2 separate regions of the Hordeum vulgare genome follow, and region 2 is linked to region 1. Evidence: chromatin contacts called from public Hi-C data. All regions are on one chromosome and are shown on one strand. Each heading gives the region's core, a stretch centred on a gene start, on an enhancer-like site or on the middle of the called end of the contact. The rest is flanking DNA. Distances are from core to core; before and after follow the strand shown. Region 1 holds the start of LOC123448008. Region 2 holds the start of LOC123448013.

What was found. Hi-C and Micro-C count contacts between places; a contact is called where the count stands out from the background.
Region 2: a contact with region 1 is called in a Hi-C map of seedling, with 3 times the contacts expected there. The contact joins the promoter of LOC123448013 here to the promoter of LOC123448008 in region 1. A contact is called at or near these places in 3 of 6 Hi-C or Micro-C datasets (leaf and seedling) and 1 of 1 datasets of contacts at active chromatin or transcription factors (embryo).

What each region holds. Positions count from the first base shown.
Region 1 is chr4H:97,475,368-97,480,905 of MorexV3_pseudomolecules_assembly, reverse strand. It overlaps LOC123448008, which reads left to right and starts at 1,973. Exons shown (of 13, transcript XM_045124765.1): 1 at 1,973-2,642; 2 at 2,747-2,838; 3 at 4,930-5,026; 4 at 5,538. TRNAP-AGG (a tRNA gene) reads right to left here and starts at 1,944; the gene lies at 1,873-1,944.
Region 2 is chr4H:97,726,526-97,731,599 of MorexV3_pseudomolecules_assembly, reverse strand. LOC123448013 reads right to left here and starts at 3,470. Exons shown (of 15, transcript XM_045124770.1): 1 at 3,162-3,470; 2 at 1,746-2,148; 3 at 1,479-1,656; 4 at 1,270-1,409; 5 at 127-940. The coding sequence starts at 3,264.

The DNA of each region.
Region 1 (5,538 bases), core at 724-3,223:
ATCTCTTGTTGTAGTGGCACCCATTGAGCTCGAAGTTCATCGGAGGAGCATGACCTTCAACAAGCTTTGCAAAGACATTCCAACACTGTCGTACGTTGATTTCATTGTGAGTTCCTGGCATGCCAAAGAAGGAGTGTCAAATCCATAGGTCCTACGTGGCCACTGCCTCAAGTACCACATTGCAACCTCCTTTGGTGCCTTTATACATCTAGTGCCAAGAAAATGGACATTTTTTTCCATGCCCAATTCATGCAGTCGATGCTTCCAAGCATCCCAAAAAATCCTCTTTCTGCACTCTGTGCTAGGATCCGAGCAGTGTCTTCAGCATTGGGTGATCGCAAGTATTGTGGCCCAAACACTGCCACCATTGCCTTGCAGAACTTGTACAAACATTCAATGGTGGTGGGCTCAACCATGCGTCCATAGTCTTCATGTATATCACCGGGATCTCCGTACGCAAGCATCCTCATAGCTGTGGTGCACTTCTGGAGTACCGTACCCGTGCAATCCTTTTTGCAAATGAAATAGCTGTCCAACTCCCGGATGGCATTTCGGCCCATCCGATAACGACGTCAAAATACTTTCTCTCCATGCAGAGGAGCGTCGGCAAAGTAGTTGGTGTAGAGCACGCAATAGCCCTCCCGACGCCGAGCCACCTCGCTGCGGCTTGGCAAAGTTCGCGAAGAGGCCGGCCAGCGCGACGAGGATCATGAGGTGTTCTTCATCGACGTGTCGTCCTCGACTTCCTCCTCCATCAAAGCCACGAATGCGTCCTCGTTGTCTGAGTCCATGTCCGTGCCGGCAAATTGCCGAACACCTCGCGGGCATGGTGGGTGGGAAGCCGTCGGTGAATGGTCTGAAAAGCTCGCCCAAGAGAGTGGGATGGATGCTGCCATGAAACCGGCGAGGAAATGACCTTTTCTACCAGCGGGGTAGCGGCTGTGGGCAGGTGGGCAGCACCGGGATTGGCATGACGGCGAGGCTTCCTGTGGCGCGGGAGGGCGAATCTGGCGGAGGAAAGGCGTTTCTCGCCTGACAATGGCGTCCCACACGCCACTTTTCCTTCCGCCGGACCACCCAACTGCCCCCCCAACGCGCTAGGTTTGGCCTGGGATCGTCGACCCATAAAATGGGCCCAACCGGCCAAAAACGATGCCCTGGGGGCGCGACTAGGAGGATTTTTTACCGCCAATGTCTAAAAAGGGGCCTGGGGGCAGGGACGGAGCCAGCATGCAAGCATAGGAGGGGCAAGTTTGTTCATGGAGGGGGCAAGGTTCATATGAATTGAATTTTTTTACCACAACAACCATTATCATTGTAGAAAAATTAATTTGTTAGGGGGGTTCTAGCCCCCCCCCCTCCCCCCTAGAATCGTCCCTGTCTGGGGGAGGGGGGGGGGCTGTTGGGGGCGCGAGTGGAGATACCCTTATGAAGAAATAATATTCATGGTGAGAAAAATCAGTCTCCAATTTTTTTTACAAAATGACCATTTAAGAGCATCATTTTCTTTCTAGAGCAGAAACAAGTTCAATTCACTTTCACAAAAATTTACACATAGCTACAACATGCAACCATGTTTGTTCCAAACAAATTTGAAATATTTAATATTTCTTTAAATGTTATTGTTCACACTGATGCATGTGAAGTCAGAGAGAAATAATCTACGTCCACATCCCTATCTTCAAATTGTGCAACGAGCCAAAGCAAAAGCAAAAGAAAACAGTTGCTGTCAAACAAAAAAAAAAAGCAAACCTAAACTGTGAACTTTATTATTTACACCGGTGCATGCGTACTCAAAGAGAAATAATCCGAAAGTCTGGAAAAAAGGCAAACCCAAACTGTGAAAAAATGAAAAATAAAACGAAAAAAATTGGGGCATTCCGAGAATTGAACTCGGGACCTCTCGCACCCTAAGCGAGAATCATACCACTAGACCAAATGCCCTTCTTGCTACACTCTTCCTAACAGCTTATTCATACCAAGAACTGGGATCATCGCTGCCACGCGGACCCGGTTCCTGCCCCGTCGACTTCAATCCCTACTCCATTCCCCTCTCCTCACGTCGCGCCGCCGCCGCCGCCGCCGCCTCGTCCTACTTCGTCCACCGCATGTTCGTACTGCTGCAGTAGTTGAGGGACGACGTCGTGTTTGCACGGTCTTTCAAATCGCTGGATCTCGCGGGTGCGGAGCCCTTTTTCGCCATTCAAGGAAGTTTCTTTCGACGGAAACATGCGGTTCAGGGCGACGGTGATGAGCGGCTGCTGCTGCCGTGCGATGCGCCGCGGGCTTCTTTTTGCAGGCAAACCGCCGCGCCTAATTCTGGCAAACGTGGGGAGCAGAGCAGCATTTCCTGCAGTGAGGTAGAGCAGGGTGTCTCTTCTCAACTTCGATGAGGATGGAAGATGCTCCTGAATAGCAGCGCTCTCTGATGATGCGGTTGACATCCAACTCTTCATGACAGTCGCAGAAGCTCATCGATTATTTATTTCGTTCTGAGAAGAACCTCATCATTATTGGGTATTTCGGAGATGAAGGCCATTAAGTATTGTTTGTCAGTATACCTTGTGCACGACCGACTAGATGATGCCTGCGCCTTTTCTCCCTGTTATGGCCTGCCAAGCAGAATTACCGCACTCATGACGGTAACCTATCTTTGTTCGGCCTGATTTCAACTGCATATGGTGGATTCAAGTATGTGGTCTAGTTTTTCACTAATTGATTCCATTTCACATGGCCAAGATTGCAGATCATTGTGTGGTGGATCTTGTCACAGGTGGCCACGACATGCCAGTATGCCAGGGCAACTCCAAGAGGTGGACAGTTCATGACCTGAACTAGGTGAGCACATTCCTGGAGGTTGAGTCAACTAGCAGACCTTACTATCTTCTTATTTCTGCCCCCTTGACCTCTATCAAGCAGAAAATGGGACACCCGTGCGGTTTATTCTGCCTGGAACAATCGGAACATGGCATCGAAGCATGCTTGCAGAATTTTGATGCATGGGTCGTGGATCATTCTGTAGATAGCGAGCGGTCCTCCAACAAACGCAAATTCCACAGCTCACATTTCTTTTCTTTTGGTTGCTGCGTATCAGTCGACAATGTAGATTAATTCTGAGTAATGTTAAACACTCGTGCATATGCTTTGCCACCAATTGTAGGGGCATCGCCTGTTTGTAAGCTCACTTATTGATGCCTGTTGCACAAACAAGATGAAACAACATAGACTTGTCTATGACACTAACAGCTACGCCATATAACTGTAGCGCAAAACTTGCTCCATATTGTTTAGATGATCACTGGCTTCGCTTCCATTGGCTTTGTGATTCTCAACTATAAATGGAGTGCGCCTGAAGAGCTGAACGGTATGCAACTTTTCTTCCTTCCTCTTCTCTTCCATCACTCATTCACACCAACCATCACAAATATGTCTTGCCGTCTAAGATCTACAAGTCTGCCTTCTAGGCCTCATTTTAGTGAAATCAAAGCAGAAGAAGAGTTGCACAGCCTAAAAACACGCTTCTGTAGGCAGCCTACTACCCTTGTCACACTGAATGATGGTTTGAGGAAGCTTGCACATGTCTACAACTGTGTTGAGGAGATTGTGCGCTTGCCAAGGAACCAAGTTGACCTCTGCTTGCCCCAGCAAAAGAAAATGGTGGAGAACGAACTGGAACAGTCCCTTGCGCTGCTTGATATCTGCAGTGCTATGCAAGTGAACTTTGCCGAGTTGAAGATGAGTATCCAAGAGCTGCAACTAGCCCTTAAAAGAGGAGATCATGCCACTGCCAATCTCAAAATTGAGTCTTTCTTCCGTTCAGCAACGAGTATGCAAAAGCATTTCAAGAAATACAGCAGCAAAGCTACTCCTGAAGGTCTCAGCCTTGTCAGGCTACTAGCAAAAGCCAGAGAGATAGCTGTCTCCCTACTTGAATCTGCATGATACCTCATGCCCAAGCAGATTGCCACATCCAATTCTAGCAAATGGTCTCTGGTATCCAAAGGTTCCAGAAAATAAAAGTTGTATGCGAGGAGGGTCAGCTACAAGCATTAGAGTGCAGAATTGGAGGCCTTGAGAATAGTGTACGGTTTCGTTCAGGAGATTGATCCAGACTAGGGTCTCTCTCCTGAACATTCTTAGCTCATCCATATGCCTTGCTGCTCTGGCACCCTATGAATGGCATCCACCTTTTAAGGGGTTTGCCAACCTTGTGTAAGTCTATGTAGTGTGTATGCTGAGACCACATGCACATATTACTGGTAGACTAAAAGGAAAAATGCGTTCAGGGGCGAACCCAAGATCGAATTTTAGAGGGGGCAAAGATGTGTTAATTGAGAAAAAAAAATCTTTGCTAAGTGGGCGCAAATCACTATTTAACTTGATATATTACAAAGACACAGAAAATTGAGTAGGGGCAGCTGCCCCCATTGCTTGAATTCTGGATTCGCACCTGAATGTGTTTATCATGTTTATGTTGCCAATGATCCTTTATACGTACTTCTGAATTCTGACTCTGGTGAAATGCGATTTTTCTTATTCCTGGCTAAATACTCGTATCTTCAGCATGACAATACTTCTCATATGTGGTCTGTAGGTTTTAACCGGGGCTATTGTGATATTGTCACTTAATGCTTTTACCTCATATTTTTTCTGTACTTGCATTAAGCTTATTATTCTGTGATTGATTTTCTCTACATGCATGAGTACGTAAGATCCAGGCTATGTGTGTAGACTCTTTATTAGACTGAATAATAAGAAAGAAGAGAAAACTTGAAAAACTAAGAAATGTGCAGGAACCAGACTTAAGCACATTCTGCCTATGACACAGATACTTTGCTTTTCATTGAAAGTTTACAGTCTTACGATTTATCAATTGTACTTTTAATATGGTCAAAGATGCTGATCCTTTTATGATGGATCTTATTGTAGGTGGATGAAACTTGTCAGCACTAGTCCCTGAGGTGTTGAGTTCATGCTTATCTTGAAGCCTACGTGGCCCAGATTAGCATTGAACACGTTTTTGGAGGTTGTTCGTGTCAACTTTTCCTCTCATGAACTGCGATTCTTGCTCACCACCTTATAGCAGAAAACAACTCTGTGTACTCGTGCAGTCCGTATTGTCGGGCATAATTTAAACATCAGACTGGCAATACCAAATAGCAACCTGTCTTCCTGTACTGTCAAGTAGTCGTGCAGACCACAGTTTGCCTACGTTTGGAACATGTCAAAGGTGCATTATTTAGCACTTAGCAAAGCGTGCCGTTTTAAACTAGACAAGGCATCAACTTGTCTGAGGCTGTGGTGGCCATGTGAGTACATGGGTTCTGCAGAGATAAAGATACTTTCTGTCTGTTGTGACGTATTCTCAAGTTTCACATGTAATTGGGCACCTTTACCTCTGCTGCTGAAGGATCACACCACAGATTCTTACAGAAACATTACCTTTTAATATCTGGAATTTTGCAGAACCCGTTCCACTGACATTTATAAGTTGGTTTTTGTAAGTTGCTTATGTTCTAAGCAAGTAAATGTTGCAGT
Region 2 (5,074 bases), core at 2,221-4,720, 250 kb before region 1:
TTACACAATAATATTATATGGTTTAAATTCATTTATTCAGTAGTACCAACCAATCATATAATTCTCAATTTCTGAAGAAAAAAGGATATTGAAAAGAGTGGCTGTGATGGGATCAGCAAAACGTACCCGACACCTTATCTTTGGAGCATACATTAGTACCTCGCCATGTGAGGAAGGAACAGAACCTTTGTCCTCTTGAATGGTCCTTGCATTTAAGCTTTCACTGGATAGCCCAGTTTGCTTACTTTTGGCCAAATGTCTTTTCTCCATATCAGGACTACTATTAGACCGCTTTAGCTGAGCTTTTGTGTTCTTGACAGCTTCAGGGTGCTCTGACTTTACTTCATATGTATTTTGCGAAACAAGTGGGTGACTGCCTGTGACAAAAGTGGACTGAGCATTCCTATTTGAACCTTGCATCAAATTAACCATGTATTTGTCATCAACCGATGTAACTCTCTCGTTAAAGTTAGGGGATAACTCTTTTCCAGCCACTACTGCATTTCGAACGCTATCAACCCCTCCTGCACCTTTTCCTTTTGATGGATGTTCCACTTTCACCATTTTCTTTTGGTAATTTCTCCCAATAGCCCACATGTTCTCAAGATTCTCCGGAGCAAGAACCTGAGACCGCCTTTTAGTAGCTGCATCCAATACCACTGCCCAATCTGCCTGACGAGGCAGGACAGTCTTCCCATGGTCATCGACTAACACTTTTGACTTATCATCCTCAAGGGAAGTCATCCCGGAACTATTTGCTAGTACTGAGCCACTTGATTCTGCAGACAACTTTTGTGATTCCATTTGATGACCCTGCGAACCTCCTTTATAAGATGAATGATCATTTGTTACTCCAACTACAGTATTAGTCTTGTTTACGCTGCCTCCAATGTTTGTGTCTTGGTTGTTTAGGAAGTAGATAATTAGCTCGTTCACATAACTAGGAAAAGAGAGAAGATGAATTAGGGATAGGTTTAGTACAGGTAAGAGAAAAAACAAGGTTACATATAGTTACCGAACCAGTCCTAACTTATAACAATTTGAAACAAAAGCTTATTACATGTACTGAACTACTGATTGCATGCAACTTTGTGAATATTAAGACGGTGATGAAAAATAACCAGGAAGAACTTGAGAAACAAAATGCATTGGCTTTCTTCTGAGCATACCATGACCACATGAACCGAAGTACCAAGAAGGTGATTAATTGAAAACAGGAGCATGTGGTAGAGCTCAAAATAAAAACAAGGTGAAGAACTAAGAGCTTACATAGGACTTGCGAAGTTCATCACTGGCTGCAAGACTAAGCAAGTCAGAAGTTCCCTGGAGAAGCAGCGAACCAATGGACTCTGTGCATCTTGAGGTCTCAACACTAGAGCCATAATGCCCCCAACTAGTTCTTGAAGAACCTATAACCCACTTTAAATATTATTTGTTGGATAAATGGACTACAACAAAGCTAAAAGTATTACCCTTACCTTGTATTCGTGCTCTGAAGATAACAATGCAGGGTGAAGTTCCTGTGAAACTATTAGATGTTGTTTCAATCGCTCATCTCTTTCCTCGGAAGACAATGTTCCCATGACATCAACACCAATTTGAGACTGATTTTTTCGGAATATATCCACATGTTTTCCAATCAAATCAGACATATCCCTGCAATAGTGAAAAATGAAAACCTTTTAACTTTCCGCACAGATTACCAAATAAGTACACCCTGGATAGTAGATCAATTTTTTACTCACCTTGTTAGCAAGTCAACTAGGTTCATCTCTTTCGCCCTGCCTGATACTTCACCAAGGGCATGGAGTACTAAGCCACGTATCAGTTCTGGGGCCTCTCTATCAGGAGTAATAGAAGAATACCACAAGTCCATGACAAAGTCCCGGAGAACTAAATCAATGAAACTTTCAAAAGCAGCCTCGACAGCAGGCGAATCGACTTTCCTTCTCCATCTTGAAACTGGTGGCACAGTTGAAAGCCGATGATCATTAGCAGACAACTGTCGTTTTGATGCTTGAGACAAATATGGCTGCTTAGGTACAGGCTGACTTCTCCAACGGAACTCCACTTTGAAGGAGACATAACGGAGAAATGCAAGTATAAGAATGGACATGGGAACATTTGTCCACATTGATTTACTTGTATCTATTTCAAAGAAAGAAGATGATAAATGTCAGCAAGGCCGTATATGCAAGATGAGAGCTACAAATGATGTAAAAATCAATAGCTGCATGAAAATACGAGAACAAACCATAGACAACTTCTTCTTGGTTGCCAACAAATTGGTGAACGACGCAGTGAAGCCAAAATAAAAGAGGGAGGGGGGTAGTCAAACTAAATATGTGAATGAAGATTGGCCTATTCTTCTCTTTACCACCTCTGAAGCTAAATCTTGCTCATTTATTTCCACTGGAAAATGGGCTGAGGAAATATGTTGCGCATAATTCACAAGTAATCTACTCACACGAAATGCTAAAAGCCTATTTTGACTCATTCAGCACGAACACATTGGTGTACGTAGGTTTGATCGGCCTCATTTATACTGATCCAAAGCAAACACTGTAAAATTAGAAGATCAACAAATAAGGCATCATTGGTACACTAACCACTACTTGCATTCTAGTGCATTTAGAGATCCATCAAACGACTTACGAAAATACATTATCGCACAAATTTAAGAATTTTTTTGGAGTTTTGATATAACCGAGCAAATCCGCTTCCTAATGATCCCAATTCTCAACTCTACCGCTAAAAGCAGTAACCAATCAAGGGCAAGCAGAAACTAGCAGCTTAAAAGTCCCCAAGCAATAGCGGTCAAAACTCCTAGCTGTCAGATGCATTCCGTAGCAAATTTGCACACAAGCTCTAGTTATCCTGGTAGCAATTGTGTAGATTTCTGATGCATTATCCACCGAATTCCCTCACAATTCCAACACCTGCATCCAACAGCAGCAGACACCCAAATTCCCTGCCGAATACATCCTCGTGCAGAAATAATCTCTAGTGCGTAGCTCGGATAAGCATGCAACGACATGACGATCCAATTCCTACCAGAGCAATCCAATCCCGCATCGGGGTGGCGGTCTTCAATTGCCGCGTACTTAGCGAAGATCGAGGGTGGCAAATGGGGGAGGGGAACGGAGCGGAGCGTAGCTTACGTGTGAGGAAGTAGGAGATGGTGAAGATGCCGAGAGCCCAGGCCACGGTGCGCACCTTGGCCTCCTCGATCAGATCGTCCACGCTCCCCATCGCCTTCCGCATCTCTGCCCGCCGCGGGGCACGGGGAGTCGCGCGGCGCAGAAGACGGCGGTGGCCGGGGATCCGTGTACGCTGGGATCACGCAGGGGCTCCCAACCCTAGGGTTTTCCCGCCGCCGCCGCCGTCGCCGGAGAAGAACTCGGCGGCGTTTTATTTTTTTATTTTTTTGTCTCCTTCCTGTTTCGGAGGCGTGCCCGAGTTGAACCCGCGTCGCTGCGTGCGGCCCGGACAGAGCTTGTCTGCGGCGCGCGCGTGGTTGGCATGTGGACCCAGTATGTCAGCGGGAGCGGGGAGTGTGACTGTTTTAGTTGGTGGGCCCGCGTGTCATCCGGCTGATGCCTGGACAGGTTGGCTTAACGGTTGATATCCTGTAACGATATAATTGTGGCGGTTGGTGTCACCCACATGCTGGGTCCTCTTGGGGCCAACGTACTTGCCATCACCACGAAGAGGGACAGCTAAATTGCGATGTTAGAGCATGGATAAGGGCCATTTCTTTTTCTGGCTTCTAAAATAAACTGAAATAAGTTACCCTTTGCCAGCTTATTTTAGAAACTAAATTAAATATATATTTTTAAAAGTCTACTAATTAAGACTTGACTTGTAAACTTCTAAAAACATATTTTTGTTTGGCTTCTAGAATAAGCTCGGTAGGGGGCAGCTTATTCTAGAAGCTCAAAAAAATCAAAAAAAACTGACCCTAAGGCTGGCGGTAATGGTAGTATCATATACTAGTATCATACTCTCTCCGTTCCATAATATAAGTCTTTTTAGAGATTCCACTAAAGGACTATATACGAATGTATATAGACATATTTTAGAGGATAGATTCACTCATTTTGCTTTGTATGTAGTCCCTTAGTGAAATCGCTTAAAAGACTTATATTTAGGAACGGAGAGAGTATATATATATGATACTAGTCCATGATACCACATCCATAATGCATAGTATCATATGTTAGTATCATAAGTTAGTTCATTTATTGTCATGCAGGACACATAGTAGCACATCACTTAATATGATACGGTATCATGATATGATACTCAACCATCTCTTTCTTCATTTAATTTTATGACACCTGATCAAAATTGTCTAATTGGCATGCATGATACTACATATGATACTCCCATTATGAGCAGCCTAATACTTCATCTGTTTCTAAATATAAGGTGTATTAGGTTTTTAAAAAAGTCAAACCATGTCTATGTTTGACCAACATTATAGCAAAATATATAGTTATTTACAATACCATATATATATAATATTAAAATATATTGCATGATGAATCTAGTGATAATGATTTGGTATTCTAGACCTCGATATTTTGATCTACAAACTCGGTCAAAGCTACACAAGTTTGACTTTTTGAAAAAACTATATACCTTATATTTAGGAACGGAGGGTGTACTATAGCCAACTGCTTCGCTATATGATGTTAGAGCAACTCCAACGCCCCAACCCATTCCGTCCGCCTGCGTCCGTTTAGGTCGCGGCGGACAAAAGTGACACCCAACGCGTCGATCCAAACATAAATCGCGTGCGGACCCATTTTCGGTCCAAAATTACGCCTGAAATGCGTCAACGCGGACACAAAACGGACGCGGTGCGTGCCTTCTCATGTCCACGCCCGTTCAAACGTGGCGCCCGATCAAAGCCAGCGACATCTTTATTAACGACGCCCGCCCACCGCGGACCCATGCGTGAGCGACCCACTAGCGTCCTTTTTTAATCCGAGTGTGCGGGGAAGGCGGCTTCATCCTCTTCCAGAAGCCGCCTCCGTCCTCATCTAGCCACCCGTGCTCCCCCGCCGGC